Linked DNA regions of Mus musculus: all the other regions are linked to region 6. Evidence: chromatin contacts called from public HiCAR-type, HiChIP or PLAC-seq and promoter capture Hi-C data. All regions are on one chromosome and are shown on one strand. The core of a region is the stretch at or near the end of the contact, and the rest is flanking DNA. Distances in the headings are between cores, read along the strand shown. Region 1 holds the start of Pdpr (pyruvate dehydrogenase phosphatase regulatory subunit). Region 2 overlaps Glg1 (golgi apparatus protein 1). Region 3 holds the start of Exosc6 (exosome component 6). Region 4 holds the start of Ddx19b (DEAD box helicase 19b). Region 5 holds the start of Ddx19a (DEAD box helicase 19a). Region 6 holds the start of Mtss2 (MTSS I-BAR domain containing 2).

Evidence for each region. Promoter capture Hi-C pulls out the DNA fragments that hold promoters and counts their contacts. HiCAR-type assays count read pairs that join an accessible place to other places. HiChIP or PLAC-seq counts read pairs in DNA pulled down with a chosen protein or histone mark. Capture Hi-C pulls out chosen DNA fragments and counts their contacts.
Region 1: a contact with region 6 is called in an H3K4me3 HiChIP or PLAC-seq map of embryonic stem cells, with 4 times the contacts expected there. The contact joins the promoter of Pdpr here to the promoter of Mtss2 in region 6. A contact is called at or near these places in 4 of 39 promoter capture datasets (the 3T3-L1 cell line, liver and pre-B cells), 1 of 15 datasets of contacts at CTCF or cohesin (embryonic stem cells), 5 of 115 datasets of contacts at active chromatin or transcription factors (astrocytes, embryonic stem cells and neural tube) and 5 of 9 other capture datasets (adipose tissue, embryonic stem cells, liver and 2 more).
Region 2: a contact with region 6 is called in a HiCAR-type map of astrocytes, with 2.5 times the contacts expected there. The contact joins the enhancer-like site here to the promoter of Mtss2 in region 6. A contact is called at or near these places in 7 of 39 promoter capture datasets (the C10 cell line, cranial neural crest, embryonic stem cells and 1 more), 1 of 15 datasets of contacts at CTCF or cohesin (large pre-B cells), 1 of 115 datasets of contacts at active chromatin or transcription factors (astrocytes) and 1 of 9 other capture datasets (adipose tissue).
Region 3: a promoter capture Hi-C map of embryonic stem cells shows a contact between it and region 6, with 2.1 times the contacts expected there. The contact joins the promoter of Exosc6 here to the promoter of Mtss2 in region 6. A contact is called at or near these places in 6 of 39 promoter capture datasets (3T3-L1-derived adipocytes, embryonic stem cells, hippocampal neurons and 2 more), 1 of 484 Hi-C or Micro-C datasets (embryonic fibroblasts), 3 of 115 datasets of contacts at active chromatin or transcription factors (cardiomyocytes, embryonic limb bud and embryonic stem cells) and 2 of 9 other capture datasets (adipose tissue and pancreatic islet).
Region 4: a promoter capture Hi-C map of adipose tissue shows a contact between it and region 6. The contact joins the promoter of Ddx19b here to the promoter of Mtss2 in region 6. A contact is called at or near these places in 13 of 39 promoter capture datasets (the 3T3-L1 cell line, the C10 cell line, cranial neural crest and 6 more), 1 of 484 Hi-C or Micro-C datasets (nephron progenitors), 3 of 115 datasets of contacts at active chromatin or transcription factors (embryonic stem cells and memory CD8 T cells) and 2 of 9 other capture datasets (adipose tissue and liver).
Region 5: a promoter capture Hi-C map of embryonic stem cells shows a contact between it and region 6. The contact joins the promoter of Ddx19a here to the promoter of Mtss2 in region 6. A contact is called at or near these places in 9 of 39 promoter capture datasets (the 3T3-L1 cell line, the C10 cell line, cranial neural crest and 4 more) and 2 of 115 datasets of contacts at active chromatin or transcription factors (embryonic stem cells and pancreatic cancer cells).

Annotation. Positions count from the first base shown.
Region 1 is chr8:111,092,560-111,097,253 of GRCm38.p6, forward strand. It overlaps Pdpr (pyruvate dehydrogenase phosphatase regulatory subunit), which reads left to right and starts at 2,186. Exons shown (of 18, transcript NM_198308.1): 1 at 2,186-2,267.
Region 2 is chr8:111,183,402-111,188,089 of GRCm38.p6, forward strand. Glg1 (golgi apparatus protein 1) reads right to left here. Exons shown (of 26, transcript NM_009149.3): 8 at 4,313-4,527. Among named protein-coding and RNA genes, the nearest start is that of 9430091E24Rik, 40 kb to the left of the region's middle. Within about 2 kb of position 2,125, at least 100 of the 459 cell types and tissues checked have an H3K27ac peak or open chromatin away from gene starts, as enhancers often do. A contact at or near this core is called in adipose tissue and astrocytes, where this site is marked.
Region 3 is chr8:111,053,649-111,058,631 of GRCm38.p6, forward strand. It overlaps Exosc6 (exosome component 6), which reads left to right and starts at 2,691. Exons shown (of 1, transcript NM_028274.4): 1 at 2,691-4,016. The coding sequence starts at 2,723. The coding sequence ends at 3,544. Aars (alanyl-tRNA synthetase) reads left to right here. Exons shown (of 21, transcript NM_146217.4): 18 at 241-360; 19 at 477-563; 20 at 861-974; 21 at 1,371-1,921. The coding sequence ends at 1,556. It also overlaps a transcript of Gm38523 not described here.
Region 4 is chr8:111,025,016-111,029,741 of GRCm38.p6, forward strand. Ddx19b (DEAD box helicase 19b) reads right to left here and starts at 2,755. Exons shown (of 12, transcript NM_172284.5): 1 at 2,583-2,755. The coding sequence starts at 2,639. It also overlaps a transcript of Aars not described here.
Region 5 is chr8:110,994,587-110,999,287 of GRCm38.p6, forward strand. It overlaps Ddx19a (DEAD box helicase 19a), which reads right to left and starts at 3,237. Exons shown (of 12, transcript NM_007916.2): 1 at 3,081-3,237. The coding sequence starts at 3,137. Gm51551 (a long non-coding RNA gene) reads left to right here. Exons shown (of 3, transcript XR_003947457.1): 2 at 1-962; 3 at 1,357-1,870.
Region 6 is chr8:110,718,089-110,722,898 of GRCm38.p6, forward strand. Mtss2 (MTSS I-BAR domain containing 2) reads left to right here and starts at 3,388. Exons shown (of 14, transcript NM_198625.2): 1 at 3,388-3,702. The coding sequence starts at 3,634. It overlaps Vac14 (Vac14 homolog (S. cerevisiae)), which reads left to right. Exons shown (of 19, transcript NM_146216.3): 19 at 1,719-2,310. The coding sequence ends at 1,881.

The DNA of each region.
Region 1 (4,694 bases), core at 936-3,435, 370 kb after region 6:
GAAAGAGAGTAGCCAATCAGATGAGGAACATGCAAATGAGGCGTAGTGCATAACCAATCCGGGTGTGAGACACGCCTCTCCTAGGCCTATATAAGCAGCACCAGTTCTGGGCTTGGGGTCTCTTCGCCTCTACAATCAAGCTCTCCCAATAAACGTGTGCAGAAGGATCCTGTTGCAGCATCTAGTCTGGCGCGCGCAAGAAGAGCTTTCAGACTTAACACTTATTTTATCTTTTATTTTCGAGACAGTGTTCCTGTATGTACCTCCGGCTGTCCTGGAACTCCCTCTGTAGACCAGGCTGGCCGCAGACTCACAGGGACTCACCTCCTTCTGCTTCCCAAGTGCTGGGATTGAAGGTGTGTGCCATCACTGCTCGGATAGACTTAGCAATTTCTAGTAGAGTCAGTAACAGTTGTGGGTGAGAGAAACATTCCCTACGTGTGACACATAGATAACACACCACCTCATTTCATTCACCCTGTCCTGTAGATAACTAGGTTGCTACAAAGTTTGTATGTCTGGAAATTGTAAGTAGGCAGATGGCTCAGGAAAAACAACAAACAAACAACAAAAAACAAACCCAAAAACCTTTGGTTCCCTGACAAATTAAAAAAACCTATCCCCAAATATTTTTGATTGGTCAGTGTCTTTTCATTTTCATTTTTTGGGGATAGGTATCATTAAAAACTTAACCAAAAATGTGAAAGGATTCATCTACTAGGGGCTTCCAAATGTCTTGAGCTTAATGTTTCAGGAGAACAAGGGCAACTGAATGTGTGGTGAAGCAAGCCACTTGGGAGGTGGAGGCAGGAGGACCAGGAGCTAAGTCATCCTCTGTACCTATTTGAATCCAGCCTAGACTGAGACTTTGCCTATAAAAACATACACATAAATAAATAAATAAATAAATAAAACAAATAGACTTTTTTTTGGTTGTTTTTGTTTTGTTTTTTTGAGACAGGGTTTCTCTGTGTGGCCCTGGCTGTCCTGGAACTCACTCTGTAGAATAGGCTGGCCTCGAACTCAGAAATCCATCTTCCTTTGCCTTTCAAGTGCTGGGTTTAATGGCGTGTGCCACCACTGCCCAGCTACAAATAAACTTAAATAAAACAAATAAACTAAAAAAAAAAAAAAAAAAAAGGAACCGGGTAGAGTTGAGTCTTACTGTCAGTTCTCATCTGGGCAGTCTTGGAGAAATTCATGGCTAGTGAGTTGGGTATAAACTAAGCAAGCTGGGGAATGAATGACATCATGAAAAGGAGATTCTTGAAGCCTTCTTGTTCCTAGTCAGAGCGCTCAAGACAGCACCAAGGTACACAGCCTAGCAATAATGTTCAAGACTAGCTCATAAGACAAGATAGGCTAAACTAAAGCACACCATTTCGCTTGCTGCTTGTGCGAAGGATGATTGGATGGTGTGCGCCAGGCGCGGGGTGAAGGTGTTGAGAAGCTGCACCTGAGTAAGGTTAGGTCCTCAAGATATCTGAGGGCCACGTCTACACCAGTGTAGAGACACATATATTTAATCTAGTAACGAGTGCTGTGAAAGAAACTAGGGGATGTGGCTGAGAGTTGGGGGCGGGGGTGGGGGGATGGAAGGCAGAAGATGTTTCTGAGGCTCCAGTGAACAATGCTTTCCCTCTGGGCAGCCGCAAGGAGTAAGATGGGAAATAAGGTCAGCTGATTCGGCCTCCAAGGTGCGGCCAGGCCCACAGTACAACTTCTGCCCAAGCCAAGCACTGAAAGGCCTTAAGCGACGTGCAGGGACGGACAACGGTGACCACGGGCAGAGAGATGTGGTTCTGGGCTGCGGACCCCTCGCGCAGGATCGGAGCTCAGGCCTGGCGGCAGACGATCACCCGAACTGCCCACACACCGAGGCCGGCGGGAGACCCGGAGCGGGGACGGAGGACGTTGGCAGGTCCCCGCACACTCGTCGTCAACCAGGCGGAGGCGGAGGCGGAGGCGGAGGTGGCGCGGGAGGGGCGGGGCCTGGCGAGACCCAAACAAGCGCACGTGCGGGCCGGTCCGCCGCGGTGACGTCACGGCGCGTCGGCGCGCGCGCCCGCCTTACCCTTGCCGCGGGCCGTAAAGCGCGGAAGGTCGCAGGCCCCCCGCGGTCCCGGAACTCTGCGCTCCGCGTCCCGCCCCGTCCCCATGCCCTGGCCCCCTTTCCGGCCGGCGCAGACCCTCTTCAGCGGCTGGGCTGCCCTTCACTTCCGCCGGGCGTTGCTGAGCGCGCTGCCCGCGAGTCGCGGGCCCGTGAGGTAGGAAGCCGGCTAGGACCCGCGGGTCCGGGCGGCCTTCTGGTCCCGCGAACTCTTGCGCCCCGCACGCCCCTGGCGTCCGAGCTTTGGGCTCCGGCTCCCGGCCGTCCCTCCGGGTCTCTGAGGCGGTGCCACCGGTCGGGCGCCGGGATTGAGCCAGTGGAGCTGCGCGGGCCTCGGGGAGCCGCGCCCGCCGTCCCGGGACTGCGCGCCGGCTCTCCCAGGGCGGCGGACCGGGCCTCGGGGCGGGCTGCGGCTCGGGCGGGCGCGCGCGCACTGCTGTCACGGCCAGAGGTGGCCCCGCGTCTCTGCAGGTGGAATGGTTTCCCACCTTGTAATGTGCGGCTCGGCTGTGCTTCACCGACTCCTGTCAGAGACCTAGTCAGGGCCGTGGGGTTTCCAGTGGGTGACTTGGGGTGACAGTTGTGTGTGATCCCGAGGTGCGAGTCCACGGTCTCCAAGCCTACTTCGAACATTTATGCAATCTTGATTTGTAGGGATGATGATGTGGTAGAGGGTCTAGTTATAAAGACGTCCTTTAAGGATCCTCTTTTTTTTTTTTTTTTTTTTTTTTTTGGTTTTTCGAGACAGGGTTTCTCTGTATAGCCCTGGCTGTCCTGGAACTCACTGTGTAGACCAAGCTGGCCTCGAACTCAGAAATCCACCTGCCTCTGCCTCCCAAGTGCTGGGATTAAAGGCGTGCGCCACCACGTCCGGCCCAAGGGTCCTCTTTTTGGCGTCAGGGACGTGTATAATTTTTCTTAAATTCTCTCAGCCAACGGTGCATTTGTTGAAAATTACAGCATCCTGAACTTGCATGATCAAACTGTTCAGAGGGTCATTCTGTTGCTTGTAAACTTGCCCTGGTGATTCCTCCGAGTTATGTGTGGGAGATGCGTCAATGTACATTCAGCCTTCATTCTTTGTGACCTGTGGCTCATGCTGTTACCAGAGGAAGCATTCAGGAGTTGTTAGAACTGTCCCTGTGACTGCCTTTTAAAGACAGAGTCTTGCTCTGTGGCCCCAGCTCACCTGGAACCTGGGCATTTCTCCTGTTTCAGTATCCAGTGTGGTGGGAATTTCAGGTGTGAGCACTGCTCCAGGATTGAGCTTGTTGGTGTAGGATCCGAGCACAATCAGTCTGGGTCTTAAGGCTGTTTAGAAGTTACTCTTACTAGTAGAGATACCGTTAATTTTCACGAATTTCAAGAAAATGCAAAACTTCCTGACCTTTCCTTTGAATGAGTTTGCAGTCTTCAGTGTCTGTTTTCCTGGCTCTACCTCCTTTTCCTGTGAAACTTGCTTGCTTTTACTGCCAGACCCCTTCATCACATTTTATTTTATGAGTGTTTTGCCTATGTGTACGTTTGTGCACCATGTCCACGCTTGATGTCCACAAAAGTCAAGGCATTGGATTCACTGGAACTGAAGTTAAAGATTGTTACCTCCTTGTGGGAGTTGGGAATCAAACCCAGGCCCTGTGCAAGAACAGTAACGTTCTTAACCACTGAGACATCTCTCTAGCCCTCCCTTCCTGGTATACTTCAGTCTTTTCTGCCCTCATCTCTTCACTCTTGAAGGTCATGATGATCACAGAGTCAACATTCTTTTCTTGGCCTTATCAGACTGGGCATTAAACGTGCTTTGTTCTTTCCTGAATCTCCTGTTTGTCCTTTTCTTCCTGTCTTGCCGAGAGATCATAAGTTTATTGAGCAAACAGTGACAAAGGACTGGGCATGGTAGGGTTTCTCAGGGAGGAATTCTCTGTTATGTTTCTTTCCTGTTGCTATTCTCTTTTCTAGGTAGGGAAAGAGCTTCTGGTACTGCTTTACAGCTGTTTGGCCTTTGCTTACCTGGATTTCTTTGAAGCCCATGCTTTTAATCCCAGCACTGGGGGAGGCAGAGACAGGTGGATTTCTATGAAGTCTAAGCAACCTTGGTCTACATAGCAAGTTCTAGGCCATTTGCTACAAAGTGACACCCTGTCTAGAAAGAAAGGAAGAAAGAGAGAAAGGGAAAAAAGAAAGCAGTAGTAGTATTATGATAAGTGGCTCTGATGCTAGATTTGCAGTTTTGTCTTTGATTATAGAATAATAATTTTACATAATATACTTTATACATAAGTTTCCTAAAGTACAGAACAGAAATTATGTCCACCCTATAGGGTTGTGCTTAGATTAGTTGATACTTAGGAAGTATCTTGCACACTGTAACCACTAACAGAGACCCAAATTCAGGACCTCATCCTTGCACAGCTGCTGCTTTAACCACTGAGCCACCTTCCTCAGCCCTATGTATGTTTATTGAGATAGGGTCTCATTTAGCCTAAACTTTTTGGGGTTTTTTGTTTTTGTTTGTTTGTTTTCTGAGACAGGGATTCTCGGTATAGACCTGGCTGTCCTGGAACTCACTTTGTAGACCAGGCTG
Region 2 (4,688 bases), core at 875-3,374, 460 kb after region 6:
ATCCCTTACTGGAGATAAAGGCAGGAAACAGGGGCCTCAGAGTGGAGGACTGAAGAGACTATGGATCAGAAGACCAAGTGCAAGTCCTGGTCTGTTCTGTGCTACCTGAGCTGTGAGAGTTGGACAGTCTCATGTGCCACTGAGTTTTTTACTCCCTCCCTCTTTTTTATTTTTATTTTTATTTTATGTGTACAAGTGTTTTGCCCACATGTATGTCTGTCTAACCTGTGCACATACAGTGCCTGTGGAGGCCAGCAGAAGGCATCAGGTTCCTTGGGACTGGAGCTACAGATGTTTTTAGTTATATGAGAATGCTGGGAACTCAACTCAGACTCTCTGGTAGAGCCACCAGTACGAATTTTAACCCCAGAACCATCTCTCCAGCTCCAAATTTTAGTTCTTTCAATTACAGATTTTAAGAAATGGCCAAGTGTGGTGATGTATGTCTTTAATCACAGCACTCAGGACGTAGAGACAGGTGAGTTCAAGGCCAGCCTGGTTTAGAGTTCCAAGACAGCTACACAGTGATATTGTATCCGAGAACGGATAGACAGACAGATGTTGATACCACATGAAACAAAGTAAGGTCAACTGCAAAGCATTTTATAGATAGAAGATCACTATTACCACAGATGGGTAGCAGATGGGGCTGTGGAGTGGGAATCTTAAATAGAGAAAGAAAAATAGAAATTACAACCCTTACTGTTTTAATTTCTTTTCTTTTTTTTTTCTCCATCCTTAAGAATTAGATACTTCAGCACGGGAGGTGGGGGCATGGGTGGGGGGGAAGAGGAGGGGAATGTGCCTTTAATCCCAGCACTCAGGAGGCAAGGCTGTTGAATCACTGAGTTCCAGGTTAGCCTGGTCTACAGAGTGAGTTTTGGGACAGCCTGAGCCACACAGAGAAACCCCGTTTTAACAAATAAACAAACAAACAAACACGTTTAGACATGCTCTGTGTCACTGGTTTACCCTTTCTTGGAGCCTTTTCTGATCTGTACACATCTGACCTGGGATCCCACAATGGTTCATAACAAAGCTCTGGCCCCTTTACATACATACAGATTTTAGATAAAATAAAGATCCCAATTCTATTATCCTAGAAAAAAATCATTAAGAGAGAAATATAGGGAAAATGTCAATATTCTGGGATAGAAAGTATTTCTATAAATTATTGTTGGTAATTTGGAAAAGCTAAAGAATATTATAGCTTGCTGGTAGAAAAATAACTTTGTGAGCAAATTTTGACACCGGATGACCAAGATCAAGATAGTAATATCTTTTTTCTAGTATCCCATGGCATCTAGTAGGCTAATAATTCAAGGAATTATTGCCATTCTAGAATTCAGTGTAGGGAGTGAGGAAAATATGCAATTGGAATACAAACTGAGCCAGGTGCAATGATGAAGGAACCCCTTTAATCTGAGGCTTTGGGAGGTAGAGGCAATTGGATCTCGGTGAATTCGAGGTTAGCTTGATCTACATAGCAAGTTCTAGGATAGTCAGGGCTACATAAAGAGACCCTATCTCAAAACAAAAACAAAAACAAAAACAAAAAAAAAAAAAAAAGGAAAAATAGACTATAAACTGATGTTATGATTGTATATACATTCTGGCCCCTGATATTAACAAAAAAACCCCGAGCAAAGCTCCGGAGAGACTTGGTCTGGAGAATGCATTATGCAGCCATCCTTGATGTGAGAAGCATAGGCTAGTCATAGCCCTGTCGTAACTGTGGTAAATCTGGAGGAGTGGACACTCATTAGGATAATAATTATCCACATACTTTACAGTTCAGCACTTGCTGATAACCATTACCAGTTCATTAAATTAATCTAGAGACAGATGTTGAAGTCTGTTGTGTCAAGGAATAAAACTTTCAAAGTAAAAAGAAACCCACCCAAATTGCTCAAAGATATTCTTCAGTTTGACTAAGGCTAGATAATATAGAAGACAAAGGACGACTCTATCCTTCTGGAAAAATTGCCTTTAGTTTTTGTGAGAAAAGGCTTTTAAAAAATAGAATCCATACAATAAAAATGAAGTGCTTCCTTCCTAAGCAGTCTTAATGCAGTCAAAACCACACAGTTCACTATTTGTGCTTGCCCTCTGGGTTTGGAAAGCACTTTCTTCTTCTGGGCACAAAGGGTGGTGTAGGCGGAACTTATTTATCTTTGAAGCTGAGTCACTAGTTCTTTTAACGAAGCTAACTTTCCAAAAACCTCATAGTGAACTATGTGCCTCAAAACAGAGTTGAGTCCAGTCTATTTTTTTCCTGAACATTTTTACAATAGGTGTAAGCTTACTATAGATAGATTCCTTTTTTCCTATCCTCCTTCCACAACCTTACTAGATGGAATTAAGGATGAAAAGCAAACACAGCAGAGGCCGTCTCCTGATTCATCCTGGACTGCAGCCAGGCATATTCACTGGCACAAAGGGCACCCGGGGCAACTGCCAACAAACAGGACTGCAGAGGAGCACAGCACACTCATCCTCACAGTCTCACTGCAGCCTCCAGAGCAGCCCTCCAGCTGATTCTGCTGTTTGAGAGAAGAGGCTGCACTGGTCTTCCCATCCCAGCACCGACATGCACAATGTAACTGCTGTTAGTATCTACTTTGGGTCATGGTTAACAAAACCTGACTCCATATCTAAAGCTCATGTAAACTTGTATTTCAGACTATAAAATTGTTATAGACTGTACAAAAAAAAATTTTTTAAAGATTTATTTCTTTATTTATTAAGTACACTGCAGCTGTCTTCAGAAACCCCAGAAGAGGGCGTCAGATCTCATTAGGGATGGTTGTGAGCCACCATGTGGTTGCTGGGATTTGAACTCAGGACCTTTGGAAGAGCAGTCAGTGCTCTTAACCGCTGAGCCATCTCTCCAGCCCAACTGTACAAATTTGATTTTACATGATTAACTAGAAAATAAAATTTGCTCTTAAGCTCTTGCTCTCTCCTTGTCTCTTACCTCTTGCTCTCCTTCTCCCCTTTCCTTCCCCCCTCCACGTGGCTGCCTTTCTACAATAAATGCCTTCAAACCATTTTAAAAAAAAGGAGAGAGAAGAAGAAAAGAAAATTCAAGTAGTATTTAGTGTTTAATAAAAATAGCCAAAACAAAGTAACAAATGAATTGTGGTTTCCTAAAGCGTGACTTAGGTTATAAAACTAAAGTATCTTTCCTGCTTTAAAAGGGAAAGTCATTGCAGAGAGTGCTATGTTGTAGAGGCTTGCACCTGGTATGCTAAACTGCAGGAGATTTAACCCATACAAATAACAAACATGGTCAAAGGCAGGAGACGATGTTCTGCATGCACTGTGCTGACTCTGTACTGTGATCTGCAGGACTGCGCTGCTCATAAACACAGGATCAAGAGTCACTTCATTTTCTCCCAGAAAAAGCAAGTCCTTTTTCTGATGTAGGGGACTGACCTCATGGTTGCATTCATGTTATATAGCAATACGAAAGCTAAGTGTTTGTGGAAAAGACTATCTTTATATTCTTGTTTGTAAAGTTTGGAGCTGGTGAAAGACAGATCTTTCTGCTTATAGTTTCCCTGATTTAATCAATAAAGACACTTGATTCTGAGGATGATCCTTCAGACTTGTGGCATATCGTAAAAAAGTAAACTGGCAGAAATTTTCCATTCATGTCAACTCTCAATTTCAACTCAATCAAACTTGTTAAGACAGGCAAGTTCTCTTCTCCTAATAGCCTCTCATTTTGAAGAAAGTGATTTGCCTTTATTCTGTCTTTCGTAATCCAAACTGGCAAGTTCTTTAGAAACAGGAAAACAATGGATTTCCTTTACCTAGCTCCACAGCAATTTTTTTTTTGTTTGTTTTTTTTTTTTGGTTTTTTGAGACAGGGCTTCTCTGTGTAGCCCTGGCTGTCCTGGAACTCACTCTGTAGACCAGGCTGGCCTCGAACTCAGTGCTGGGATTAAAAGCATGTGCCACCACACCCGGCTCAGCTCAGGGGCATCTTCTTAATTAGCAATTGAGTGCCCAGTTCACTGTGGGTGGTGCCACCTCTGGGCAGATGGTCCTGGGTTCTATAAAAAAGTAAGCTGAGCAAGCCAAAGCCAGTAAGCAGCAATCCTCTATGGCCTCCATATCAGTTCCTGCATCCAGATTCCTGCTTGAGTTCCTGCCTAGACTTCCTTCAATGATGGTGGAGTACGATGTGAAAGAACAAGCATTTAAAATAACCCTTTCTTCCCAGCTGTTTTGGTTATGGTGTTTCATCACAGCAATAGTAATCCTAAGAAAACAGTCAAGTGGCAGCAGAAATATTTTTCCTTACCGCCTGTTGGCAGTTCATTCCAAGGTTCCCCTTTTCACCCCGAACCACTTTCATCAGACAGTGGAGGGTTCGCCCTTTCCGATGTAATCCAGAACAATGGTGTTCAATCTCCCCTCGACAGCTCAGGATGATCTCGGGGCTCAGAGAGAAGTCTTCCATCAGCATGCGTCGGTAATCCAGCATCTCACCTTGGCACTCACTGCTCACCTGCCGCCCTGTGTCAGGGGTAAGTCAGACAGTTATGAAATGGGAGTCTGAGGACCAGAAAGCTCTACATGTTAAACTACGTTTCTGTCTGGAAAAGAATAACCCACAGCCTTTCCAGATGGAATTACTATCTGGACTGAAATGCTTAGAACATGGTAAAACTTTTGCA
Region 3 (4,983 bases), core at 1,441-3,940, 330 kb after region 6:
AGGTCTCAAGGAAAGCCCTCTTTATCTTGCTACTTTCTGTCCAGTGATGGCTGCTGCATTCATTAATATAGTGACTAGTCTTAAAGCCAGCAGGTATCTTTGTGTTTTTCTGTTTTCTCAGACTCTGGCCATGGAAGACTTTGGTTCAAAGACAGAAGGTGGGGTAGGGTAGAGTGGGCTTGAATTTCACCCTACCTCCTATTAGCCCAGACCCCAGATGGTCTTCTCTTCTGGTTCCAGGCCCTGGCCACTGCAGTCATCCCCCAGTGGCAGAAAGATGAACAACGAGAGACTCTGAAGTCCCTGAAGAAAGTCATGGATGACCTAGACCGGGCCAGCAAAGCCGATGTGCAGAAGCGAGTAAGGCTTGGCAGTGCCAGCAGCTGGATGAGCGCCCAGAGGTTTTCCTAGGCAGAGGCTGACAGGGCTCAGAGTCTGGTCCCTTGGCCTAAGCCTCTCTCCTGGGCTTCTTGTAGGTGTTAGAGAAGACAAAGCAGCTGATTGACAGCAACCCCAACCAGCCGCTGGTCATCCTGGAGATGGAGAGTGGAGCATCGGCCAAGGCAAGCCGCGAGGGCCGGGCTGCCCTCTAAATCTGGGCTGTGTGGTCACTTAAGGCCCACTGCTCAGTTCTAGAGTTAGGCTGAGCCCTGGAGAGATCCGGTGGCCAGAGAAGGAGGAGCTTCCTGGGGGTAGGAGGCCGACCTCAGCCAGGGTGTGGGCAGGGTCCTGCCACTGGTGGGCTCCTGGGAACAGCATCTGCTGGAAATGGGATGGTTCTCTGAGGGCTGAGTTCTCAGCTTCCCTTGTAGAAAGCAGGGCTCCCTTGCCAGTGACCTAACCTGAGGTTCTCCCCACAGGCCCTGAATGAAGCGTTGAAGCTTTTCAAGACGCATTCTCCTCAGACATCTGCCATGCTGTTCACGGTGGACAATGAGGCTGGCAAGATCACGTGCTTGTGCCAGGTTCCCCAGGTCAGAACTTCCCACAGTCCCAGTCTAAAAGCCTGCAAACCCGTATGCCAGTGGGAAACCCTGCCTGTGGCTCCTCAAGGAGGGCTTCTTCACAGCATTTGCCAAGACTGTTTGTGTGCACGCAGTCCTCACTAGAAACTGTTGATCTGTCTATCATTTGTCGCCTCCTGCGGCACCTTTACCCCTCGGGCTTTCTTTTGGTGAAAGACTTCACTCCTGGCTAATGCCTGGCTTTGCTCTCTGTCCTCACTTTGGCAGTAGCCATAGCTGCTCTCCTGTGCCAGCTATAGTGTTAGTCTGTGGTAGCATCACACATGATACAAATGGATGTTGGGGGCGCCTGCCATTCCCCCCTCAATCCCATTCTGACTACCATTTTCCCCTCCTATCTCCTAGAATGCAGCCAACCGGGGACTGAAAGCCAGCGAGTGGGTCCAGCAGGTTTCAGGCCTGATGGATGGTAAAGGCGGTGGCAAGGACATGTCCGCCCAGGCCACAGGCAAGAACGTGGGCTGCCTTCAGGAAGCACTGCAGCTGGCTACCTCCTTTGCCCAGCTCCGTCTGGGAGATGTGAAGAACTGATGGGAGGGAAGCCCTCTCGGGAAAGCAACTCGCCATCAACCAGACATGTCCGAAGGCGGGAATTCAGCCAGGAGCTCTCCTCCCGCCACGAAGACATTGGAGTCATGGGACCTCTCAGCAGCCCTGTCCGTCCTGATCCAGCGGTAATGGGAACACGCCTGGAGCTGTCCTGTGATTCATTGCCCCCCTCCATTACTGCTCTGAGCCCATTCATGTCAGCACCATCTGTCTAAAATCACTACCCAGGAATGCTTTTTAACGTCATGATCACATCTAGATGAGGTCACTCTGCCAGCCTGAGGCTTTAGGTCTGCAGAGGAAGGAAGCCTTTTCTCTGCAGAAAATAAAAAGGACCATGTGCAATACTTGGTGATGTCATGCGCTCTGCTTCTTGTCCTGAGGTGAGCCCTGGCTCCTGTATATCTGTTACGGTTCCAGCCTGTTTCTGGTTGATGGTATCACCGAATAGACTCCCAGACTCCTGAAAGTTCAGGAAATTCAATAGAAGGGTGGAGGAAAATAATTCTGAGTTGCTTCCAGTGGAGAACCACTGTTCTTAGTCTCTTAGGACAACCTCCACCATGCCTGTCCACATGCCTGTTTGAGGCTGCTGATATGAGGTCAGACAACTGATATAGGCAGTATGAACATGTAGGTGTGTCCTACTAACTGCCCCACCCCTACTGCTTTAACCTAAAGTAGGTTCAAGACCCTGGCCCAGCCCTAAAATGCAATTTGTATGAATCTACAAACAGCAGGGTCTGGAAGCAGAGATACTGTCTGCTTATGACAGTTCCTCAGAGTGTTAGAAATATCTAGTTGTACAAAGAGAGATACCGTCCATTTATTAAACAAGTGTTGAAGCAGCCAGAGGACTAATTGCACGAGTAAACAAAAACCTCTCACCTTGGGCAAGCTTATGTGAAACAGTCTGAATGCAAACTTCTAGGAATAACAACAGATCCGTTCCTTAGGACTAGCTAAAGTACCAGCATAGGAGTCCAGCTATACCTCGCCGTTCTTCCTCCACTCCGCTAGGTGGCAGCGCGCACACCTACCGCTCTCCCGATAGGCTCTGCGCGGGCGCGCATCTTTAAGCGAGCGGAAGAGCCGGGTGCGCAAGGGCAGCCCAGCAGGCGGAAGTAGCTCGCACGCCGGTAGCCGCCATGCCGGGAGACCATCGCCGCATCCGCGGGCCGGAGGAGTCTCAGCCGCCGCAGCTGTACGCGGCCGAAGACGACGAGACGCCCGCTGCTCGCGACCCGACGCGGCTCCGCCCGGTGTACGCGCGCGCCGGGCTGCTGAGCCAGGCCAAGGGCTCCGCCTACCTGGAGGCGGGCGGGACCAAGGTGCTGTGCGCCGTGTCCGGTCCGCGGCAGGCCGAGGGCGGCGAGCGCGGCAGCGGCCCTGCGGGAGCGGGCGGGGAAGCTCCCGCTGCCCTCCGGGGTCGCCTGCTCTGCGATTTCCGCCGCGCTCCCTTCTCCGGTCGCCGGCGTCGCGCGCCCCAGGGCGGCGGCGGGGAGGATCGCGAGCTGGGACTGGCGCTACAGGAGGCTCTGGAGCCCGCCGTGCGCCTGGGGCGCTACCCGCGTGCTCAGCTCGAGGTGTCGGCGCTGCTGCTGGAGGACGGCGGCTGTGCGCTGGCCGCGGCGCTCACCGCGGCCGCGCTCGCCCTGGCCGACGCGGGAGTGGAGATGTACGATCTGGTGGTGGGCTGCGGCCTGAGCCTCACCCCGGGACCCTCCCCGACCTGGCTGCTGGACCCCACGCGGCTGGAGGAGGAGCACTCCGCGGCCGGTCTCACGGTGGCCCTCATGCCTGTGCTCAATCAGGTGGCCGGGTTACTGGGCAGTGGGGAAGGCGGGCAGACTGAGAGTTGGACCGATGCTGTGCGCCTGGGCCTGGAGGGCTGCCAGCGCCTCTACCCAGTGCTGCAGCAGTGTTTGGTGCGGGCTGCCCGCCGGAGGGGTGCCGCCGCCCCACCCTGATTGGAAAAAACCGGAGCGACGAGGATTCGAGGACTGCTATCGCCCTTCTCTCCCTAAAGGACCAAGCGCTGATGGTCGCCTGACTCCGCAGAGCTGAGAAACGAAGAGTGGGGCAGTTGGGCGCACAGAACCAAAGCACTGGACAGCTCTGTTGGAAAGGTTTAAAAGGCCGTTGGAAACACGATCCAGTTGGAGAGATTTGAAAGCAGCCATACTCCCAAGTTGGAAAGGACTTGGGCTGGATTTACCTAGTAAATGAGATAAGGGGCTATGGTCTTGTAGGAGATGGACCCAGTGCAGGCCAGCCATTGGCTCCAATACATAATAAACTGATTCTTTTGAGAGGATGGACCAGGGGACTTTGCCTTCTCACTACTCAGAGTAAAACATAAAAACTATTTTATGACTGGAAATACATCTGTTGTGTTTTTTCTTGATACTAGAGTTAGAAACAATGCTGTTCTGAACTGGGTGTGTGTTGAGTCTGTGTTTTCAAGGGCTCCGAGTCATTACTGCCTTAAGTGTTCATATTAGCCCACTGTAACTAAGAAGGGGTGATGTGCTTTGTAGGAGAAACCTCGTGCCCTGGAGCATTGTCTGGGGCAGCTGCTGAGGTGATAAGTCTGAGGAGACTCCAGGACAGCCAGGGCTACACACAGAAACCCCTGTTTTTTGGGGGTGGGGGGAGGGAACTGGAGAGAGTTAAAAGAAGTTCTGGTGCCCCCCTATCCTTTCCTTTAGGACAAAATCATGTCTAGGAGTTGGGTAACTGAAGGATTATGCTCTGGAAGGACGCCCAGTCCCATCCTGGTGTCCTGTCCAGGCTTGGCTCCTGGCACTAAGGCTCAGTGCAGCAATGGACTACTCAAATGGGGACCACCTAAATACTGTGGCATCGCTTACAGCCTGGCTATTCCATAAGGCAGAGCGGGCCTGACCAGGATTATAGGGGCTTTTCTTCACTTAGGGTTGAATTGGAGGAAGCTGTGTGGCACTTATTAAGTAAGGGGTTACTTAATAAGTGTCAAGAAAAAAGTATACATTTTGGCTGGGTGGTGGTGGTACACGCCTTTAATCCCAGCACAAGAGGTTGGTTAGGTTAGCACACACAACCTTACAGCTTGGTGTCACTGTAGGGATGCAAGTGTGTTTCACTACTGTGGCTGCAGAAAAATTGACACACTACCAAGTTTAGTGGTGCGTGGGCAAGGAAGCAACCTTCATTTTGTGAGAGCCAACAGTGTTCACTGGGTTCAGGGCCCTGTCAGGTGCCTCCTGCAAGACCACCACAGTTGAATGAAAATAAAGAGATACTATACTGCTAATCTATGGGGCTTCCCTACCCTGCCCTCAGCAGGACTCATGGAAAAGACCTCAGGAGTTAAATCCACAACCACTGGGAGGTTTCCTGGGTGCTTCAGCACTTTTTTTTTTTTTTT
Region 4 (4,726 bases), core at 1,505-4,004, 310 kb after region 6:
TCATTTGTCTTCATGGAAACTAAAATAAAACCAATAGTCTGTCTGCTTTAGTGTTCCCGAGCAACAAAAGGAAACATATGGGAGAGAGTAGACAAAGGAAACTAGCAGAGGGATTAGCAGAAAGGATATCACAAACATGTAAAAAGACTCCATTCATTCTGGGATCAAGAACGTTAACTGGCAGTAAGTGCAAAGCCTCCAGTACACTGTGCGGGATAGCAGCTATCCACACACTGGGGCCATTGCTAAAGCACTCCCAGTATCCTACCAGGAACATGGTCTAATGGTAGTACTCATCTTAAAAAGAGAGCCACAGAAATACCTAATAAAAAATGGAAAAAAAAAACAAAAAGAGAGCCACTGCTGGGCATGATGGCGCACGCCTTTAATCCCAGCACTTGGGAGGCAGAGGCAGGCAGATTTCTGAGTTTGACGCTAGCCTGGTCTACAGAGTGAGTTCCAGGACAGCCAGGGCTACACAGAGAAACCCTGTCTCCAAAAACCAAAGAGAGAGCCACTGGGGAAGGACTGAAGGGGATTGCAACCCCATAGGAAGAACAGTATCGACTAACGAGACCACCCAGAGCTCCCAGAGACCAAACCAGACTCCAGATACATATGTAGCAGAGGATGCCTTATCTGACATCAATGGAAGGGGAGCCCCTTGGGCAGGAGTGGGTGCATGGGTGGAGGAACACCCTCATAGAGGCAAAGGAGAGCAGGGAAGACAGAATGGGATGGGAGATTTGTGAAGGGAAATGCAAACGAATAAAATGATTAAGAGAGAGAGAGAGAGAGAGAGAGAGATACAGATAGACAGACAGTGCTACTAAGTACTGAGCCAGGTGTGGTAGCACACACCTTCAGTCCCAGTGCAGGGAGGTACAGGTGTGGGCCATGTAGCTTGGGCTACATGAGACCTTGTGTCTAGAGAAAGGAAGGAAAGGAAAACGAGACTATATTTAACACAAGAAAGAAAGAATCCCTCTGAATGAGATTGAAAGCAAATCTGCTGTTTCCCCTTCCCCTCAGAAAATGGGCTCTAACCTTGGAATGGCCCATCAGTTTGAATGAGACTAAAGGTTATGACATAAACAGTTTTTATGCTGGGCATGGTGGCACACACCTTTAATCCCAGCACTTGGGAGGCAGAGGCAGGCAAATTTCTGAGTTCGAGGCTAGCCTGGTCTACAGAGTGAGTTCCAGGACTGCCAGGGCTACACAGAGAAACCCTGTCTCCAAAAACAAAAATAAATAAATAATTCCCTCAATGCACAAAGCCAAAAATATTATTTCTCTTTAAACTATATACAAAGAGTGGGCGAGATGGCTCAGCGGGTAAGAGCACTGACTGCTCTTCTGTCCAGAGTTCAAATCCCAGTAACCACATGGTGGCTCACAATCACCTGTAATGAGATCTGACACCCTCTTCTGGTGCTTCTAAAGACAGCTACAGCGGTACTTATGTATAATAAAAAATAAATCTTTGGGCCTGAATGAGCGGGGCCAACAATTCCCAACAACCACATGAAGGCTCACAACCATCTGTACAGCCACAGTGTACTTATATACATAAAATAAATCTTTTTTTAAAACCCTATATATAATAAAGGCTTTGAGCCAAAATGGATAGTTAATTCTTTATTGTATTTGATATATATGTGTGTGTGTATGTATATGTGTGTGTGTATATATATATACATATATATATATATACATATATTTTTTTTCCAGCAAGATCACTATGCAGCCCAGGTTGGCCTCTTACTTGAGTCAGCCCTCCTGTCTTAAGTCTCCAAGAGATAGGATGAGGGCTGGTGAGATGGCTCAGTGGGTAAGAGCACCTGACTGCTCTTCCGAAGGTCCAGAGTTCAAATCCCAGCAACCACATGGTGGCTCACAACCATCCGTAACAAGATCTGACTCCCTCTTCTGGTGTGTCTGAAGACAGCTACAGTGTACTTACATATAATAAATAAATAAATATTAAAAAAAAAAGAGATAGGATGAGAGGTGCCACATCACAGTGACAGGTTCAAACCTTTATTTTTTCAAAGTTAAAAAAAAAAAAAAGAACAAGGTCCTAATTCTTGGAAAATTCAAGACATATATAATTCCATATTTAACTCTAATCTTGCTACTATGTATCAGGTTCAGAAAACCAGTTAAGCCAACCAAAAGATTTACTGATAGGCCCCACCAGTCATTCACTACCAATAACCAAGCTAGAGGTAACCAAGTTGGAGGAGTCATACAAATAAATATGAGTAAGACAACCTCCCTGAGCCCAGGAAACTCAAAGCCCAAGCTACAGATTACCATCCGAGTTTGTGAGTGCAATCGAATATCAGCCCTGATTCCAGGAAGACAGGCAGGTGGCTGAGCACTATGGGCAACCAAGCATCCAACTTGAGTTTACACAAGGTGGAAGGGCTTGGGTAATCAAAGCCAGCTCTGGTTTCGGGGCCCATGCCGCCAGGGTCCTCCACCCAGTTCCAAGCAACCTAAGATCTGTCCTTCTAAGGGGCAGATATCCTGACTGGCACTGGCCCCTGGTCCTCCAGCGGTTGGTGACAACTCACAGACTCAGCTGCGGCTTCCTGTTCGTCTACTGCTAGGGCCCAAGAATCCGTAGCCATGGCCCGCGGTGCCGGGGCAGCGCTGGCAGGCTTGCCCGCTTGGGCGGTGCGACCGCGGACTCAGGTGGGTGGCAGAGAAGTCCAGCACCGCCCCGAGGGAAATCATTCACTAAAGCTCAGACCGGAAACGGCGCGCCACGGTGTCGTCAGAGTCAGCGTCAGCTCCGCGCCCCTAAGGTCCGGGGATCCAGCGCCACTACTGTCCTCTTCGGGTTCCCACCCATCACCCTTCGCTGCAGATCGTCCTACAACCCAACTGAGGTAGCCAGCATTAAATGCTCTTGGACCGAAGGCGGAAAGTCACATTTTCAATCAGCATGGTGGCATAGATGGCCCTGGTATAACTATTACAGCCAGAATACATAAGCAAGTGTTTTACCTTTTCAGGATATTTAAAATGCCTCTGTGTAAACGTGCCTTACCAGACTCTTAGCTAAGGTCAAAATAGTATCTGTTCTTTTCAATTTAATAAGATGTCTAAGCATTGACAATCAGTCCCGTGAAACAAACAGGTGCTCAATGATATGCCCCAAATTGAGTTTTGAACACCAAAGGAAGATGCCAAGGAAAATTCTTGGTAGAGTATCAGAGACCAGAAAGAGCAAGCGGTTTGCTCAATCAAATCAATTCAGTTCCTGAAGGAAATGGTAAAAGCAGTTTAATAACAAAATACATGACCTCTGGCGTTATCTATGCTTTCTTCAGATGGCCATCTCTCCTCTCCTATGTAAAGGTTGTGTCGTTGGCATTTTATTTAATTACTTTTGGATGAATACTTTAAAGATTTAGTCATTTAATTTTATGTGTATGAGTGCTTTGCTTGCATGTCTATGTGCACCACATGTGTGCTTGGTACCTAGTCAGAAGAAAGTGTTGGATACCCTGGAAGTGGAGTTACAGATGGTTACAATGTGGCTACCTGGAATGGAACCCAGGTACTATGCAAGAGCAACAAATGCTCTTAATCTCTGCTCCATCTCTCCAGCCTTCACAGCCTTCATTTTGGGAATTTTTTTTCCGAACTTTTTTTTTTTTGGTTTTTTGAGACAGGGTTTCTCTGTATAGCCTTGGCTGTCCTGGAACTCACTTTGTAGACCAGACTGGCCTCGAACTCAGAAATCCACCTGCCTCTGCCTCCCAAGTGCTGGGATTAAAGGTGTGTGCCACCACGCCCTGCCTAATTTTGGAAATTTTAAAAAGGAAATAGCTCTAGTTTTAGAATAGTAAAATAAAGGCAGAAGGAACTACCTGCTTCCCCCTAACCAGGATTAAATAGGTCTTTATCCTGTGTATTCCATAGAAAGAAACTGAGCATCTTCCTGGAACTATAAAAACATTTTACTAATACCCCATGATAATAAATTAACCTCAAGAAATGTTGGATAGGTAAGGGTGGGGTGGAGGCAGGAGCCAGCTAGGAGGCCATGATCATATTTCAAGTTAGAAGAAACCCCAAGGAAAAGCAGCTAAAAAACAATTAAGTTATTTTGTATTTTTCAGGACTATAGAAGATTATAAATAAAATTTCAAATAGATTTTATTGAAGTGAAACATTAAGTTACACAAGATGCAATACAGTAGAATAGGTTCCACTTGATCCACAAAAACAAACCAAACTCACATAGGTGTGTATACAGTATTAAAGTTATCAGAAACTCAACTAACAGGGACTGTTTATGAGGGGTTTATCTAACTCACAGTGACCTGCCTGCCTCAGCCGACAAAATGCTGGGATTGCAAGCATGAACCATCACTACCATCTGCAATTTCATTTTATCCTCGGAAGTTAATTTCCATGTGCTCTTTTGAGTCAGAATCTCATAAATAAATAAATAAATAAATAAATAAATAAATAGCATGGTGGTGAAACCTGTAACCCCAGTGATAGGCTGAAAGCAGGAGAATAAGAGCTGGTGATCAACAGGTCCTTTGTCCTGGATCTGTAGACCAGGCTGGCCTCCAACTCACAGAGATCCACTTGCCTCTGCCTCCTGAGTGCTTAGGGATTAAAAATGTACAGTAAGTATGTACAGTATCAGAATCCCCTCCCCAATTAATTTAAATATGAATACAAGAAGCCTGTGATT
Region 5 (4,701 bases), core at 1,987-4,486, 280 kb after region 6:
GGCTTGTGGTTCTACAGTTATTCTAGGGATAAGAGTCCACGATGGCAGAGCAAAGGCACAGCAACTGAGATCAGACGCTGAAGGCTCGAATCTTTAACTGTATCGAAATAAGGCAATTTCTGTTCACAAGGCCTGCCTCTAGGGACATACTTCCTCCAGCAAAGCCAAAGCTCCTAAGACTCCCCAAACAGCAGCACCAACTGGGGACCAAGTGTTAAAATGTCTAAGTCTACGGGGAACATCTCATCTAGACCACCACAACAGTAAAAGAGTTTAGGAGGGGCTGGTGAGATGGCTCAGCAGGTAAGAGCACCCGACTGTTCTTCTGAAGGTCCTGAGTTCGGATCCCAGCAACCACATGGTGGCTCACAACCATCCCTAATGAGATCTGACTCCCTCTTCTGGTGTGTCTGAAGACAGCTACAGTGTACTTGCATATAATAAATAAATAAATCTTTAAAAAAAAAAAAAAAAGAGTTTAGGAACCAGGTTTTCTAGAGAAAAAGCAGGTGAACACACTTTCTCCTTTAATGGCAGAGAGGTCATGAGAAAGCAAGCAGACCTGGGGATGCATCACACAGCAGAACTTTTCATTGGTTGGTTAGTCCTCATTTATGCACATGGATCAGCAGAAATATACATTGGAATGGTCTGAACATTTAAGACCATCTGGAGTTTCCTAATTCAACCACATTAAAGTAGCCTCCAGAAGGCCTGATGAAAGAAAACAAAACAAAACAAAAAAACCAAAAAAAAAACGAAGCAAGTCCATTAAACCATGATTGGTTACAAATGTGTTAACACACAGCTCTCTCGAGAGTGAAGAGTAACCCATAGCTAGGAACGGCCAGTCAATAAACAGCCTGGCATCCTTTGTTCTGGATTCACTGGCCACACACAGACCCTGATGATTAATCCTGCCTCTCTGAACAGGAAATGTTCACAACTCTGTGTGGTGAATGGTATGTGTGCATGCTGGGGGGGTATGTGCATGCTGGGGGGTATGTGCATGCTGGGGGGGTATGTGCATGCTGGGGGGTATGTGCATGCTGGGGGGTATGTGCATGCTGGGGGGGTGGGGTGGTGGCGAGGCTTATCTCAAGGAGGTTACGTCAGCTTCCTGATAAGCAGAATGGTTTGAACAAATCAAGGATGTTTAAGTAGTTGTGGTGACAGTCCTCTCATAATGAGATTAGGGGCATACATTTTTTTAAACCCCTGTAGTGCTAGGGTTTCCAACCCAGGACCTTATTCAGGCTAGGCAAGGGTGATTTACAAAACTAACTCCCCAGTTTTTGATAGTACATTTTTAAAAGCCAAACATGTGAGTATGGTGGTCCTTTCCTGCAATTCCAGGTAAGACAGGAAGATTACTGGATTCCAGGGGTTTGAAGCCAGTCTGGACATCAAAGTGAGATCCTCTTCTCAAAACATGTAATTACACCAGGCATGGTGGCACACACCTGTAGTCCCAGCACTCAGGAGGCAGAGGCAGGTGCGTCTCTGAGTCTACAGAGCAAATTCCAAGATACCCAGGGCTACACACAGAATTAAATTGAAGAAAAAAAATTCAGTCACTATGTCTTAGGAATAATCACTAGATTTGAAACTTCAGATGGGGTTCATAAGATGGCCTGACAAACTGGAGGAAGAGAACCTACCCTCACAAGCTACCTCCTGACCTCCACACATGAATGCGGCACATCCATGTTCAAAATACGAGGATATACACAAAGCAAATCCAAATAACTTTTAAAAACAAAGAATAAGGAGAGCTTCTTAAGAAAATCAACTGCTGGATCACAGGGCTCCCAATGGAGGAGCTAGAGAAAGTACCCAAGGAGCTAAAGGGATCTTCAACCCTATAGGTGGAACAACATTATGAACTAACCAGTACCCCTGAGCTCTTGACTCTAGCTGCATATGTATCAAAAGATGGCCTAGTCGGCCATCACTGGAAAGAGAGGCCCATTGGACACGCAGACTTTGTGTGCCCCGGTACAGGGGAACGCCAGGGCCAAAGGGGGGGAGTGGGTGGGTAGGGGAGTGGGGGTGGGTGGGTAAGGGGGACTTTTGGTATAGCATTGGAAATGTAAATGAGCTAAATACCTAATAAAAAATGGAAAAAAAAAAAAAAAAAAAAAAAAAAAGAAAATCAACTGCTCATTCTTCAGCTGAATTGGTTTAAGAGTTAAGAGAGCTCGCTGCTGTTGCGGAAGGGCCAGGGTTTGGTTCTTAGCGCCACATGGTGGCTCACAACAGTTTGTAAATCCCAGTTCCAAGGGGATCTAAAACCCTCTTCTAACATATGTAGGCTCAAGTGTGGTGCATAGATACGAACAGGCAAAACACCCATACACACACATAGAAAACATAAGATATTAAAAGAAAGTATTTGAGGCGACCCCGAGGTAAATAGTGAAGCCAGTTGGGCTGTGTCAAAAACACAGGCAGCAAAGCTGTAACTCATACACTTAAGAGGAGGCGGAGGGATAGGGATGCAAGAGCTCTCAAGGCCAGTCTCAGCTAATTAGCAAGTCAGAGGCCAACCTGGGCTACACCGTCTCGAACCCACCAACGCACCCCTCCAAAAACACAAAAACAATCTAACAAAAACTATACGACACTTAAAATAGCAACTAGACAGTTTGCATTTGTTGCTAAGTGAAGCATTAACACAAACAAAACCCGTTATTCTGGCGAGCTACAAACTGCCGCTTGGCGGTTAAGCATGAATGTGGGGCTGTTAGGGGAAAGGCAGCATAAACTCACTCAAAAACTACCCCTCAACAACGAAAAAAAGAGAGAATTTTATGTTGCCATTTCTTGTAAGAGGTCAAGAGAAGGGCCAGTTTGGGGCCTCACACACTTAATAAAGACAATGTCACCATGGGAGCAACTTTTCAGTCCAAACTCGGATAAGAAGCTCGCTGCGGGTTTTCTTCGCTGTCGGAGCAAATCCGCCGCGCTAAGTGATCGCCCACAGCAAACTCCAGCGAGCGCGGGCTGGCCCGGCTCTGAGGTCCCCGTGCTGGAAACCATGTCCGCCTCAGTCCCCTAATCCCCACCAGGCCACTGACCGACTTGACAGCGGCTTCCTGCTCGTCCACCGCCAGCGCCCATGAGTCGGTGGCCATGGTCCCGACGCGAGCCGACCTGCAGAGATGCTCCGCGCCCCGCCAACACCAGCGCCGAACGCAAGCCCGCGCCAAGTGCCACTCACACGGAGCGGAAAAAGACCCGCGCGGAGTTGACGTCAGTTCCTGCCCCGCGCGTCCGTCTTCCACCCACGCTCCGCCCCCAGGAAGATAAGCATGCGGAGCTTAGCACTTTAAGGTCCTGAGTCGCTTATTTCTTAATTTGAGGCCAGCCTGATCTACTGAGAGAGTTCCAGGACGGCCAGGGCCACACAGAGAAACCCTGTCTCGAAATGCTAAAAAGAGGAGGAAAAAAAAAAAAAATTCCATCTCGCTAGGTGCGATCTAATTGAGTTAACGTCCTAGAGCTCTGCAGAGTTACTTAGTACTCGCCCAATCGCTTCATTTCATAACCAAAATACTTACCCATTTTTTGGTTTTGAAACTAGGTATCTTGTTTTAAAACAAGGCTACCTTGAACTCGGTTTCCTCCTTAATAATCTCCAACACCTAGATTACAAGGGATCGAACGCTCTCTCTCGAGATGGCTCAGCGGTTAAGAGCACTGACTGTTCTTCCGAAGGTCCTGAGTTCAAATCCCAGCAACCACAAGGTGGCTTACAACCAACCGTAATGACATCTGACACCCTCTACTGGTGTGTCTGAAGACAGCTACAGTGTAGTTACATATAAATAATAAATATTTTTTAAAAAAATAGAACGCTCTCTAGTGGCCTTTGCAGTCGCAGACACACATGCATATACATACAACTAAGAATGAAATGATCTGAGCATAGGTGGCACAGGCCTTTAATCTCAGAATTTGGGAGGCAGAGGCCACTAGAGCAAATTCCAGAACAACTAGGGCTACACAGAGGAAACCCTGTCTCAAAAAACAATTAAAAACAAACAAAACAGAGTTACATCCTATGTGTGTGGATATGTATTTAGTTTTGTTTTTTTTTTTTTGTTTTTTTTTTTGAGTCAAGAATTTCATGTATCCCGTGGCTTTTTTTTTTTTTTTTCTGCCTCCCAAATACTGGGATAAGAGAAGTACTTTCCCTCTGTTGGGATACATTTTAAGTCATGATAGTTGTGTAAAGCTGTTTGAATGACTTAGGCACTTCACAAAAAGGATGCTCTTAAAATAGTGCAAAATTTTAATGGAATGGTAGTGAACACTTTTAACTCCAGTACTTGGGAGGTGTAGGAGGAAGATTGAGAGTGCAAGGCCAGTCTCTGCTACAGGAGACCTAGTCTCAAAATGCATATATTTTGAGTCTAACTGCCCATTGTCCTCTTGAAATTGCACTACCAAGCATACCTATTCTAGTACCAAGAACATGGCTATTTCTTCATGTATCTGCTGGGACATACTTCTTAGAGAAGACATAGTGTCTGACAACAATTAAGAAGTTCAAGTTTTGACTTGTCTTAGGTTTGCAAGATATTTAGGTTTGGTTTGGTTTGGTTTGGTTTGGTTTGTGAAGACAGGGTTTCTCTGTGTAGCTCTCGATTGTTCTTGAACTCATTCTGTAGACCAGGCTGGCCTTGAACTCAGAGA
Region 6 (4,810 bases), core at 2,138-4,637:
CTATAGGCCAGTGCCCCACGTGCACACCTATAGGCCAGACTGCTAGAGGCAGTTCCTTAATTGAGGTTCCCTCTTCCCAAGTAACTCATTTGTGCCAAGTTAGCAAAACTAATGAGAACATCCCTCAGTTCCTCGTAATAGCCCTTCTGGACCTTTGTCCCCACACTCGCTAATGCTGGTGTTATGGCAGCATGTAGACTCTTGGGCACACATCCCACCCCGTCCCAGGTTAAATGACTTGGATAACAGCTAGCCACACCCGGGACCTAGGACTACCTGCTCTAAGTCCCTCTGCCCCCTCTGGTTGTTCTCCAGGACAGCGGCACCTCTACCAGTAGCTGCTGGGCCAGAGAGGTCCCTTCCCTCATTCCCAAGGGAGTCAGCCAGCAGCAGAAGCCCCAAATGACAACCAAGTGGGCATCACCAGGCCACTTTCACTCTCCAGCCAACAGTGATCAAGCCCTGGCTCAGGAGGCAGTGGCTGGAGGCCCAGGAAAACATTGGCCACAGATGCTATCTAAGATGTTTTCAGGCAGTGTGTGTTCTCCTCAAGAGAGGAAAGGAGCAGTGTGGGCCAGGGTGTGGGAGGTAGACTCAGGTTCCCAAAGCTGCATCTGGGAGTAGTTGTGCCCTGCTCCTAGCCTGAAATTCAACAGGCCACAGCAGTGCCTTCAGGCTTAAAGCCATTGGTTTTTCTCACTTGGCCAACCTCACTGGGGAAGGTGCCATCGTGGGAGCTCTAGACAGAGCAGCCAAGTGTACCAGGCCCTGGGCTGCCTGCTCGAGGAGTGGTAGAGCTGTATGTAGCTACCCATCTCATACCTGAGCTGGGGCTGGACACAGGCAAGTTTCTGTCATGTCACAGCGGGAGGGAACCTTATACTCGGGGACGTGACATGTCTCCTGTGGCAACCTCTTACAGACTAGGATGGAGGTTTGTGTGTAAGGTCAGATGTCTAGGCCAGGTCTGCTATCCTATTTCCTCTGCTTCAGTCAGCCTCTTCACCCACCCAGAGGCCCCAGGGAGTCCGCTCAGCCGAGTTGGTCACAGCCTTCATGAAACCCTTTGCCAGGGCTCTAAGCCAGTGAGGCAGAATGGAGTGTGGGGAACAGAATAAGGACAGTTAGGAATGGGACTGGACCCTGGGTGGCAAGCTAAACCCAGCTGATGAGAGGCTACAGGATTGGTCCGTCAATTGGAAGGAGTGTAGGTGGGTCAGCATGTCCTGTGGTAAGACAAGCTCTTCTCTGGGAGCAGGTAGTGATCACAGGCCTTGGGACCCAAGGCCTGCCAAGTTATAGGTCCAACAGAGAGACTTCACCGATCCCAGCTGTCTGCAGTCTCAGCCATACCACAGAGAAAAGGCTGGGCTACCGCCTCCCCCTTCTCCCCAGACCCTGTTCCAGGCCCCAGCTGCCTTCCTGGCTGGCTGCTGGCCCTGGCTCTCACCCTAAAGGGAGCCACTGGTAAACAGGAAGTGCTCCCCCATGCAACGCTCCGGGCGCCATCAACAGCCCACAGGCCGACAGACATCCAAGCAGCGGGTTGGCTGTTCCCACCAGCTGCAGGAAAGGGGGTGGACATGGGACCCTAAGCACTATGGGTCTGGCTGCTGGGAAGATGTCTTGGGCAGGGACCCACAGGTGCCCAGAGACTGAACCCCACCAGCACCTACCATGATGCAGACACTGACTCTGACTTCTGTCCATCTTCCCAGAGACTGTCTGAAAGCGGCCCCCAAGTCCCAGAAAGGTGACTCCCCCAGCATCGACTACACAGAGCTGCTGCAGCACTTTGAAAAAGTCCAGAAACAGCACCTGGAAGTAAGACACCAGCGCAGTGGGCGAGGGGATCACCTGGACCGCAGAGTTATCCTCTGATGTGCCTAGCATGGAAAAGGGCCCTAGTGGCCTAAGAAGCACTCAGGGTCTCTAAGCTGAGGCCACAAGGAGCCTAAGAACCTGCCTCCAGCAGGGCTGGACCCAACCACCAGCCAGGGTAGGGAGGGGGATGGTATTGGCTCTGTCAGCCTCAGCTCCTCCCAGCAGAGCACCTGGACCCCAGCACTGTCAGCTACACTCTGTCCTGGGACCGATGGATTCTCTCCTGAGTCGGGACTACAGCCTCAGAATCCAGAAGCAGCCTCTTTCTAATCCCTGTCTGTGAGAAGAGCTTGACCTTGGCCCCAGAGCACTGGCATGGTGTGTGTGCATATGTACATCTGTGTGGAAATGCACACAGGCCAGCACAAAGACCTCTACAGAATGATGTCCATCCCTGCCCCAATAAAGAAATCACAGAATCCTTAATCAAGTCTGCCTGCTCCTTCTCTGCTAGCACCTGTGCCAAGCCTGATGCTGCAGCTGCCCTGGGGCCTCACCTATCCTGGAAAGCCAGCTTCATTCTAAGCCCTGATTCCCATATGAATCCAGGGACCAATTCTTCCCAGGACCAGTACCTTCCTCCTGGCCTTACTCTCGATCCTTAGTCCTGCTTTCTGAGTCCCTGTGCAATGTGGATGTCCCCATAAGCAGGAATGGCACAGCAGAACACTGCAGAGCAGTGAGCAATGGGAGGAAATCAAAGATAAATGCCCCAATCTTTGACTTAGCTCAAAGAACCGCGTCTGTCACCTGGCTTTGGGTTCTGGTGAACCCTAGTTGCCTGCTGCGGCCCTTTAGTTGCCAGGAGCTTGTGCCTGCTTTCCCCTGGAGCCCTAACTATGTGTGCCCCATGAGAATAGGTTCACCTGGAGTCTCCTGGACGACAGCAGTACTTGCCCTCCCATGTGTACACGCGTGCATCCCCACACACTACACTCTGCAGGTTCAACACAGACCCTACTCACGAGGAAGTTGGGCCGGGACACCATCACTATTTCCACCCCCAATCCAGGTGACACCGGTACTACTTAGAAAAGGAACTGAAGGACATTTGTGCAGGAGGGTTGGACTTTATGGATGGTCTGTGGTGGACAGCTCCAATGCGGCCAGTTCCCGTTCCCCTCTGCACGATGCTCAGTGCTATTCATCAGGCCGGGATGCACTAAGGACTGCATCCTTGGCGGGTTTCATCTTGGTCGAGCCCAAGGCCTTGAAGGTGCAAACCCGGGTCCGCTCCCGCTGGAGGGTGGGGGGCTGGCCCGGCCCCGCCCCTGCGCCGCCCCGACCCGCGGCGGCGCCCGCTCCCGCCGGCCCCTCTTGCCGGACCAGTCTGGCAGCGCCAGAGCTCGGATTTCAAAGCCCTGGTTTCTGGCCGTGAATGGGTCCTCGCCCGCCCGGCCTTTCCCACAGCCCCCTCCTGTGCTCCCTCCCCGCGGCCCTCCCTCCGCCGCGCCCACGTGACGCCCGAGCTTCGGCGGCTCGGATTACCGCCGCCGCCGCTCCAGTGCCCGCGCCGAGGCTGCGCCGCGAACTGCCCGCGCCGCGCCCCCAGCCCCACCGAGCCATGGCCCGCGCTGCCGGCCCACGGCCCGCAACCCCGGAGCGCGGCGCGGCCGGCCGCTGAGAGCGCGGCCCCGAGGCAGGGAGCCCCGGCGCGGCCTCGGAGCAGCGCCCGCGGCGGTCCGGCCCCTCCCCTGCACGGCTCCCCGCGCCCCTTGCGCGCCCTGCCGCCGCGCGCCCGGCCCCAGCATGGAGACGGCGGAGAAGGAGTGTGGCGCCTTGGGCGGGCTCTTCCAGGCCATCGTCAACGACATGAAGGTACCCCGGGCAAGCTCCGGGCATACGGGTCTCCTCTGAGGGACGCGTGGCGGGCAGTGTGTGTGTGTGTGTGTGTGTGTGTGTGTGTGTGTGCGCGCGGGCAGTGTGTGTGTGTGTGTGTGCGGGCAGTGTGTGTGTGTGTGTGTGTGTGCGGGCAGTGTGTGTGTGTGTGTGTGTGTGTGTGTGTGTGTGTGTGTGTGTGTGTGTGTGTGTGTGTGTGTTTCATCTGAGCCTGTCCTCCTGCGCCCGCCTTGCGCCCAATGCCTGTCTGGGTCCGAAGGGTGGGAGTGAGTGCTCGCAGGTTGGGATGTCCGAGAGGTCGCCCCGTAGGATCCCGATCCAAAGCTGAGCGTCCGCAAACACTCGGTACCCCAGACCCCCAAACTATGAATTGGGTTTATCTTTAGGACCGACCTTTAAGGCCCTTTAACGGATCCAAGGTCTCTCGGGCCTCCGCCCCCTTTCACCACAGTGCCCCCCCACACACACACACACACATACCCCCGACGCCCCGAAGCCCAGACAATGCTGTCACCGCCAAAGCAGGAAAAAAATAATAAAGCAAAGAACTGTTAACTCTTGCCCCGCCAGCCTCGGGCCTCTGCATGGATGCAGCCCCACCTACACACACACACACACACACACACACACACACACACACACACCAACAGATCCAGCAAGCTCCATTACTCCAATCCTCGGGTGGGGTCCTCCCTGCAGCCCAAGGGTAGGACTGAATCCACCTTGGGGAGGAGGTAGGCTGTGTGTTGGCTAAGCAACCTGGGGAGCGCTTTCAGCAACCCCCCCTTCCTGATCACTCAAGGTCAGACTGAGCAGGCACCCTGTTCAGATGGGGAAACTGAGGCCTGCGAATGGCTCAAGGTCATAAGGAGACCATTGGATCCTGCTTCGGGACCTCAGCCATTATTATCCATCTGGTAATTTACTGAATTCTCCCTGACCCCCAGAGGCCAGTGTTTGACGAGGCTGATCCGAATTGACTAGGCAGGGAAAGCTTCAGTGGCAAGGTGGGCATCGAGTGCCAGTGTTCCTGTCCTGCACTGTACCCCTTGGTCTAGGAACACGATGGAAAACGGAAGAAACTAGG